2 separate regions of the Zea mays genome follow, and region 1 is linked to region 2. Evidence: chromatin contacts called from public Hi-C data. All regions are on one chromosome and are shown on one strand. The core of a region is the stretch at or near the end of the contact, and the rest is flanking DNA. Distances in the headings are between cores, read along the strand shown.

The links. Hi-C and Micro-C count contacts between places; a contact is called where the count stands out from the background.
Region 1: a Hi-C map of tassel shows a contact between it and region 2, with 4 times the contacts expected there. The contact joins the promoter of LOC100216778 here to the promoter of LOC103638467 in region 2. A contact is called at or near these places in 2 of 25 Hi-C or Micro-C datasets (leaf and tassel).

What each region holds. Positions count from the first base shown.
Region 1 is chr9:73,634,774-73,639,304 of Zm-B73-REFERENCE-NAM-5.0, reverse strand. It overlaps LOC100216778, which reads right to left and starts at 2,366. Exons shown (of 6, transcript NM_001143177.1): 1 at 2,197-2,366; 2 at 416-618; 3 at 56-305. The coding sequence starts at 2,245. It overlaps LOC118473325, which reads right to left. Exons shown (of 4, transcript XR_004852676.1): 4 at 3,707-4,531.
Region 2 is chr9:73,418,060-73,422,717 of Zm-B73-REFERENCE-NAM-5.0, reverse strand. It overlaps LOC103638467 (probable phospholipid-transporting ATPase 4), which reads left to right and starts at 2,394. Exons shown (of 11, transcript XM_008661370.3): 1 at 2,394-2,668; 2 at 3,045-4,658. The coding sequence starts at 3,155. LOC103639979 (histone acetyltransferase type B catalytic subunit-like) reads left to right here. Exons shown (of 3, transcript XM_008662648.2): 3 at 1-219. The coding sequence ends at 204.

The DNA.
Region 1 (4,531 bases), core at 1,117-3,616, 220 kb before region 2:
TTTAATGCAAATTTCTAGAACATATTTGTTTTAGAATAGATCACTGTTTTCTTGCCTTCATCACACATCTGAATCTCGTCATCATGGTGTGCAGGAAAATTGGCAGAAATCAATGTGTGCTCATCTGTATTTGCAGTCAAACCATGTATATCTTTCTCAACTAAGGATAGTTCCTTTGTCTTCTGCCTAGTTACTCTACCAACTTGGTCTTCTACATTAGGTGCTACCACTCTCTTGGATCCTTTTGTTCCTCCAAAACCAGTAGACATGTTGGTGTTCCTTCTTTCAATGTAGAAAGGATCATCCTGCATGGCCTCGTAGGCATAATAAAAGAATTAAACCCAAATTTATCTTATTGCACATTGAGCACAAATCAGTAATAACACCAAAGGGGTACAATAAGAAATCTAAGTACCTGATTAGCCACATGATGATCATTGTCCTCACTATGATCAGGTTCATACAATGGATCAAAGTCTTCACGAGCGATAGAGTTCTTCCTTGTACTACTTGATCGAATAAGTGATGTTAATCCAGTTATACCAAGGCTACTCAACATTTTGTTGTTCCTCATCACATTTAAAGCCCTCTCCTTTTCATACTCAGTAATTGGCACCTCTGAACATACATTAAATAGGCAAAATATGAGTGTTGCATCAAGTGAACTAATTGATGCAAGTTCTGTTAACTAATTGAAGCAAGTGAATAGGACACGACTACTAAACTGTTTGGAGCAAGTAAACTAATTGGAATTCTGTCGAACTAGATAAATATCAGAATTGTGCTAACAACACGATGGTTGGTGGAACATAGTAGTAAACAACTGTAAAGTAATTATTGGTGTCAGTTCAGAACAAGTGATGTTAACGATTCACCAATTCGTCTGTTATTTTCTTGTAAACAAAAAGAAGTAACTAGTGGCCATGCATATATGTTGCCTTTGCTAGAAAAAGAGGAGATAAGAGCAACTCCAATAGCACCTAATATCAAAGTCTCAAACCATATTATAGGGGAAAAAAGAAAAGCATGTCTCCAGATTCTTCATGTTTTCTGAACTCTGTTATTTGTGATGCCTAGCAGTAAAAATTGTACTCCATGATGAAATAGCTATTCATGTAAACGTATGACAAAATGAAATGGATGGACTAAATTATAAAGGAATTGATTATAGTTCAAGAATACACACTGGACAGCATATGTGTTTATTTAGAGTGGATTTCTTGAAGTTGTTATTCTGTTACATATAATCAATTCACTTGATATTTACATTTTTTACTTGGAACACAACATTGTGAATCAGACTGTATGTGTGCCTGATACTCCTGTGTTTTGCCTGTGCTGTTAATCTGTTATGTGAACTGCATTTATAATGAAGTGCCTGTACCGTTATCTTCTATGTGTGTCACAAATAGTAAAGCTAGCAGTTGAAGCTAGCAATTTGTTCTTGTATGTTCTGAATTCTAAATGGTAAATAATTAAGCTACTAATTTGTACCTATATGTTCTGAATACTAACCAGACCTTTTTTACCTGTGTTCAAGCGAGCAGTTCAACAACACATTCCGAATAATACATGTGTTCAAGCGAGCAGTATGTACGTTTTGAATAATAAACCTAGAACATTTGTGGGAGTGGACGACGGGTAACAAACTGGTGGAGATTTGTGAACCGATCAAACAGGTTTTACGTAAACTATATGGAGCTGTTGGAGTACTACCTTTTTTATTGGCCTAAATACTTTTAAGGAGATCCCAATGTCTGTGTTTTGGGAGCTAATTTTTTGGTATTTGTTGGAGATGCTCTAACGTACTGTCCTACACTCCTACTATCAAAATCATATAGAAAATCATAACTTATGACATAATATCTTTAGATAATCACTATATGCCATTAGCGACAACAATATCTGTACAAAAATAAGCATATAACTAAATTATGCATCTCTATTTACCACTGCGATAGATAACCTATAGAATCCATCTATAAAAAAGGAGAATAGGGGATCCGATCTGAGCACCTCAAACCTCTCTGCTGCAAAAAATACACATGTGTTTGCAAGGATAAAAGACATCTCTCTGCAGCGACGGCCCGTGCTGGGCAACGGCAGCGGTGGCCCGTGCTAGGCGACGGCATCGGCGACCCGTGCCGGGCAACGATAGCAAAGCAGTAAATGAGAGAAGAACTTGAAGTCACTTACCACCAAGGTCTCTGCATGTCCTTGCCCCATCCATCCTTCCAGGGGGCATGTTGAACACGGCCAGGTATTGAGGAGCAGACACCGAGGCGGTTGGATGGATGGCGGCGTCGAGGTAGTTGGATGGAGCGGCGGCGCCGAGGTGGGGCGGGGTTGTGGCGTCCAGGCGGTTGGATTGGGTGGCGGCGTTGAGGCGAGGAAGACGGGCGTGGGGTGGGGTCGTGGGATTCAGACTAGACAACGTCAGAGAGCAGTCAGCTAATCTGCACCCTTCACCGTTGATCCAGCGATAACTATACAAAAGTGACATGGGCTGCACAAAGTTGAGGCCCATCATAGCGCACAGCGGCACAGGTCATGCCGAGAGCTTTCCATGGACACAGAAAACACCTCTGCTATTTCTGCTCGAGCGCCACCGCGCCGTCTGTATCCCATCGAGGAGAGCTGCACTGTCGCCCATGCTAAGCGTCACGCCATCGTCATCCCTCGTCGGGCGCCATCACCATCCTGAATGCTACCGACCTGTAGTGTATCCACCTAGCCACAGTGTGCCAATTTTTGAAGTCTGAATGGAAGTGTCAAATAAGCTCAGACTTGCAGAGTACATTCTCATCTCAGTGATGGCAGTCGAGAACTGAATTTTACACTCTGGACACAATCATTCAGCAATTCAGTGCCTGTGCAATTCTGGATACAGGCATGCAACAAGTGCAGTTTCAGTTTACAAGCAAATTTAGTTACACGCCATGTTCAGTTTACACGCCATGTGCAGTTTCAGTTACACGCCATGTTCAGTTTACTAGCTGAAAGACATGGATCACAAGGTTGGTGTTGTGTATTACAAGGTGTTAGAAGCGGATCACAAAATTCAGTTACACACCATGTTCGTCGCTGAACTGGTAGATAGTACCCCATGCCATTGCCACCATCCCTAAGTCTGATCTAGAACTACTAGGATGTCAAGGTGGATGACAACAAGGACTACTTGGCTTACAAGCTATGCGACATGAAAAGGAAGCCATCTATGGAATGTTGCAGGAATTGGTTCATAACCAGAAGAAGAAAAAGCGAGATGTCATTGGGTAGAAAAATGTAGGGGTCTTGTAAACATGCTGTGCACTACTGATGCATGGCTGGATCTATGTTCTGAAACCTAAAATGTAATCTACAATCTGAAATGTGAAATATGTGGTGCACACAAATGTGTTCTGAAATGTGTGTTTTCTGAAATCTGAGTTGCATAGAAATGCATTATGAAATGTGTATGTTCTGAAATCTGAAATGTGTATTATGTGTAGCAGTAGTATTACATCAGTTAGACAATACTGAAATGTGTATTATGTGTGTGTTCTGAAATCTGAAATGTGAAATGTGTATTATGTGTATGTTCTGAAATCTGAAATCTGAAATGTGTATGTTCTGAAATCTGAAATCTGAAATGTGTATTATGTGTATGTTCTGAAATCTGAAATGTGTGTTTTCTGAAATCTGAGTTGCATAGAAAAGTTGAATATCACTTCTCAAAGCTCGAACAAATTATTGCATAAAGTTCACTCCTCTCAAATAACCGTAGCGAGTTCACTTCTTAAAAATCAAACAAATTACAGCATACAGTTCACTTTTCTCAAATAACAGTAGCTAGTTCACTTCTTAAAAATCAAACAAAATACAGCATAGAGTTCACTTCTCTCAGATCAAACAAAAAACATGCTACTCGTTATCACTGAAATCATCATCGTCATTGACAATAGTTATTGATTCTTCGTTGTCACTAGCATATTGCCATCCAGTTTCATCTTCATTGTCGCTTGTCTCATACTCTTCCACTTCCTCTTCTCGTTGCACCCGAAATTCATCAACCACACTTGCATTGACATTAACAGATTCGTCAGCATCCTGATGTCCAGGTATCTCCATATCTCCTTCATTAACTTGCACTTCAGAACCAACACATGTATCATCTTGGTATGATAGTCCTGAGGAACTAGGTCTTTCATCAATGTCATTTTCAGCCACACTCCACAAGTGCCTATGTGTAAATTTTTGAACAATCTTCCAGTTTCCAGAATTCTTGATGTCTTGCAAATAAAATACCTTAGTTGCTTGTGCTGCTAAAATAAAAGTATCATTTTTGTACCAACAACTACTATGGTTTATACTTCTAAAATATCCATCATATTTCATACTAACTTTCTTGCTATGAGTGTCAAACCAATCACACCGGAAAAGAACAATTGTCCGATGCTCCATCAAATCTGAGTTATACTGCAACTCGATAATTTCTTTTAAGCAGCCATAAAAATCAATGCATTCATTATTATGAGTGCCTTCAACCATG
Region 2 (4,658 bases), core at 1,145-3,644:
CATGGATGTGAAATGCTTCTGGTAGTAAAGAAGGCAACACAAGAGTCTGGTTCAAAATTTGAACTGCTAGGTTTTGCAGCTGTGCATAACTTCTATCATTATCCTGAGAGTATTCGCTTACGAATCAGCCAGGTTGGTCCTCTTACAGCTTTACTTTTTGTTTACATTGTTATGGGGTGTCCTATATTTAGTCAATTTCTTTGAAGTTATTCCATGGCACTGCTAGGTTCTTTTTGCTTTTGCACCCATGGACAGTCTGTTTTTTAGATGTTAAACTGACATTGACAGAGTTGTCTGGTGATGCTGTCTGAAAGAACTTGGTGTGGTGGTTTACAAGAGGGCGAAGCTCCTTAGTGATTAGGGGCCAGGGGGTGCTGCACCCCCTCAAATAGTGAAAAACAGTGATTAGCACTAAAAATTCACCATATATGCATCCTTTCTAAATTATAATACAAGTCTATGCACTCATAAGACATCTGCACCCATCTCCAATTCGCTCTAAGCTTAGCTACTAGCTTACAAGCCTCTTGGGCCTAATTTCCTGAATAAACCTGAAGTATCAACTACTTGGTTCTGGCATACCATTTTTTTTATATGTTATGTTGGCTAAATGCAAGTATAACACTAACAGGTTGCTAAAATCAGCATGTTTGTCTTCATTCTTGGTCCTGCTAGCATGTAATCGAAAAGCATCTACTTTTTTTTTCTTCAAATAGACCCCCTCTCTCCCCCAAATTTTTTTGTGATGTTTGGAACTTTGGATTGTATGATTATCGCTGTGGTGACCATTTGTAGTAGAGTTTCACCCAACGAATAAGCAAAATCATTTCATTTGGATCTTTCAGGATGATCAAGCTGCTGAGATCCAGGCTCAAGGATTATCTAAGGATTTTGTGCAGTGGGTTAATCAAGGAGAGGCATTTTGGTACTGATATTCCAAGATGGGTGTACCATGTAAATTCAAGGCACATGATGGTTGCACTTGCAAAAGGGGGGAAAATAAGGGAGAAGTCTACATGATGGCAGTCCAGACCTCATTTCAAAGCATATTAACTCTTAAAGACCATTGCAAGGAGGGACCATCAATGTGCATGAGATTGTTTGTCAACCATCAACAATTCAGCATTCTCTTTGCGGTATACGAATATGATGATGGGCTGAGTCACACGCACTGTTAGAAGACTTGTGTAGGGAAGTGTACCATTCTGTTCATTTATTGAAGCTTGCTCACCAGGCTGGTAGATAGTGCATTGTTATTATTTTTCTTAAAAGGAATGAAAGAATTTAGGTAGTTTATTCTTTTTAAGATGTACCATTGTCCAGGCATCATCCCCATCTCTCTATCGTGTAAATATATATGTCCCAAGTGTTCCACTTTTTCCTTTTCCTTCCATGAGAGTTGAGGTGGGCATGAAAGCATCATTTTTCCCTCAGTCTCTTTGTATAGGTCTTTTGAAATCATGTACATTTATATTTTGTGGCAAGCAGAGAGATTGTTGTGTAATTTCCATTGTACCAAACGTCCAAACCCCTCTTACCAATAGAAGTTCCTTGGACTGTTTATCACATTGCAGATTGATTTAATACTTGTTTTAAACTATCTGATTCTGTGCAAAATCTTCGTGTGATTTCTTAGGGTCCCTTTGTCAGGGCTTCCCGGAACTGGTTTCTGTTCTGGCTTCATATTTTACTAGGTGAATGGCCGTGCGTCACAGGTCCGAGTTTCTCTTCGGTGTCATCCCGGACATCTCACATATGTCATTCTCTATCTCATAATTATATAACACATATATGCATATATAAGGTATCAAGATATTATATGTCTCCGTTGCAACGCACGGGCACTGACCTAGTTTTTTTAATAAGACGAGTGATTAATTATATTTTAAAAAGTTAACGGAGAGAATATTAATTATTAACCGGTCACAACACACGAGCAGTCTCTGCCGGCGGTTGCCAATTGCCATGTCCGCAGCTACGCCGCCTCCGTTTCCGCATACGGCTCGACCACACCACCGCCGGTGTTGCACGGAGCCAACCGTTTTCCTTTTTTTTCTTTTCTCGACTTAAAAAGGGGAGAATAGTAACAAGCTTTGCCAACCCACGACTCGGTGGTTGTTGGGCACGATCGCACGAGCACGTACGCGACGCGCAAAGCGACGAGCGCCTATATATACATCTTGCAGCTCAAATATCCAAGTTAACTTTATTTACGTATGGTCATGCTACGAAAAACAAATTATATACACTTTACTTAGCTAAAAATACAAGTAATAAGCTAAACGAAAGTCGAAAGGGGGAATGAAAAATATTTTGCCGAATTGATGTACAGCGTGGGGAACCTCGACGAGCGATCACGGTTGATATAGATATAAATGGCGGATTAATATTATCGGACTTAATTAATCGATTAATTCCTCTCTCTCTCTCCTCGTCTCACCACCTCCACCTCGCGGCCTCGCTAGTCGCTCCCCACCTCGTTCCTTCCCCCTCCCCACCCTTCTCGCTCCGCCCCACCCCACCCCACCCCCGTACCAGGTACCACCACCCACCCAAGCGTCGCCGGCCGCCGCGGGCGAATCCCCGCGCTGGAATCGACACCCCGCCTGTTCGCTGGACTCGCTGCCTCGGCCCTTCTCTTCGCACCTCTCTCAGCCTCGCCACCCGGGTTGGTGCACCCCGCCTTCCCTCGTCTCAATCTCCCCAGCTGGATGCTGGCGCCTCGGTTCCTGGTCCTGCGAGTTTTCCTCGCCCCCGTCGTTTTTTTGTGCTCCTCGTTTGCACCCGTTGCGGAGGTTTTTTGGGCAGCTCATTCGGTTTGCGCTGTTTTCTCTTTCCACGGGTGAATTAGGAGGTAATGTGTCTGCAATACACGCGGTTATAATTTGTGCGTTGTTTTAGCGGATTCCAGGTTTCCATGGCGTGAGATTTCCATGTCTGCAACTTCCTCTTGTTTGATTTCTTGGTCTTTCATTTCTTTGTTTCTTTTTGTTTCTGTTTTTTTATTCGCTGACGAGATCACGAACTGAGTCCCGAAGTTGCAGGTCCAATTCGCCCCGCGGTATAGGAATCCCATCCTAGATTCCATCGAGGGGCTGCAATGCCGGCACCTGCCTAGCTGGAAATCGGGCGCTAACGGACACCGGGCGCCGAGATGGGCCGTTCCGGCCGCCGCAGGCGGGACCGCATGCGGTGGAGCAATCTCTACACCTTCTCCTGCTTTCGCGCCCAGCACGAGCACGCCGGCGATGCGGGCCCCTCCTCCGACGGGGCTGGCGCCGTCGGCGGGCCGGGCTTCTCGCGCGTCGTGTACTGCAACAACGCCGCCCTGCAGAAGCCGCTCAAGTACATCACCAACTACATCACCACCACCAAGTACAACGTCGTCACCTTCTTCCCCAAGGCCATCTTCGAGCAGTTCCGACGCGTTGCCAACCTCTACTTCCTCCTCACCGCCATCCTCTCTCTCACCCCGGTGTGCCCCTTCTCTGCCGTCAGCATGATTGCTCCGCTGGCATTTGTCGTTGGCCTCAGCATGATGAAGGAGGGGTTGGAGGACTGGCGCCGCTTCATGCAGGACATGAAGGTGAACAACCGCAATGTCAGCGTGCACAAGAGTGATGGCGAATTCGACTACCGGCACTGGGAGGACCTTTGCGTAGGCGATGTGGTCAGGGTTGAGAAGGACCAGTTCTTCCCTGCTGATTTACTGCTACTGTCCTCAAGCTATGAGGATGGCATTTGCTATGTCGAGACAATGAACCTCGATGGCGAGACAAACCTTAAGGTGAAGAGGTCACTTGAGGTTACGCTGCCGTTGGAAGAAGACGAGTCCTTTAAAGATTTCCAGGCAGTGATACGCTGTGAGGATCCCAACCCGAGCTTGTACACATTCACTGGTAACTTTGAGTATGAGAGGCAGGTTTACGCCCTTGATCCGTCTCAGATACTTCTGCGGGACTCAAAACTAAGGAATACAGCCTTTGTCTATGGAGTGGTCATTTTTACCGGTCATGACAGTAAAGTCATGCAGAACTCAACTGAGTCGCCATCCAAGAGGAGCAGGATTGAGAGGAAGATGGATTTGATCATATACATCCTGTTTACTGTGCTCGTGTTGATATCACTCATTAGTTCAATTGGATTTGCTGTGAGGATCAAGTTAGATTTGCCCCGCTGGTGGTACTTGCAGCCACAGAAAAGCAATAAGTTAGATGATCCATCACGCCCTGCTCTTTCTGGGATATTCCATCTAATCACGGCTCTCATTCTTTATGGGTATCTGATTCCAATCTCGTTGTATGTCTCGATTGAACTGGTGAAGGTATTGCAAGCACATTTCATTAACCAGGATATTCATATGTTTGACGAGGAGACTGGCAATACCGCTCAGGCGCGTACATCAAACTTGAATGAGGAACTTGGCCAAGTTCATACAATCTTGTCTGATAAAACTGGTACACTGACCTGCAATCAGATGGATTTCCTGAAGTGTTCAATTGCTGGAGTATCATACGGCGTGGGTTCAAGTGAAGTTGAACTTGCTGCTGCAAAGCAGATGGCGTCAGGTGCTGATGACCAGGATATCCCTATACAAGATATATGGGAAGAGAACAATGAGGATCAAATCGAGTTGGTAGAAGGAGTTACCTTTAGTG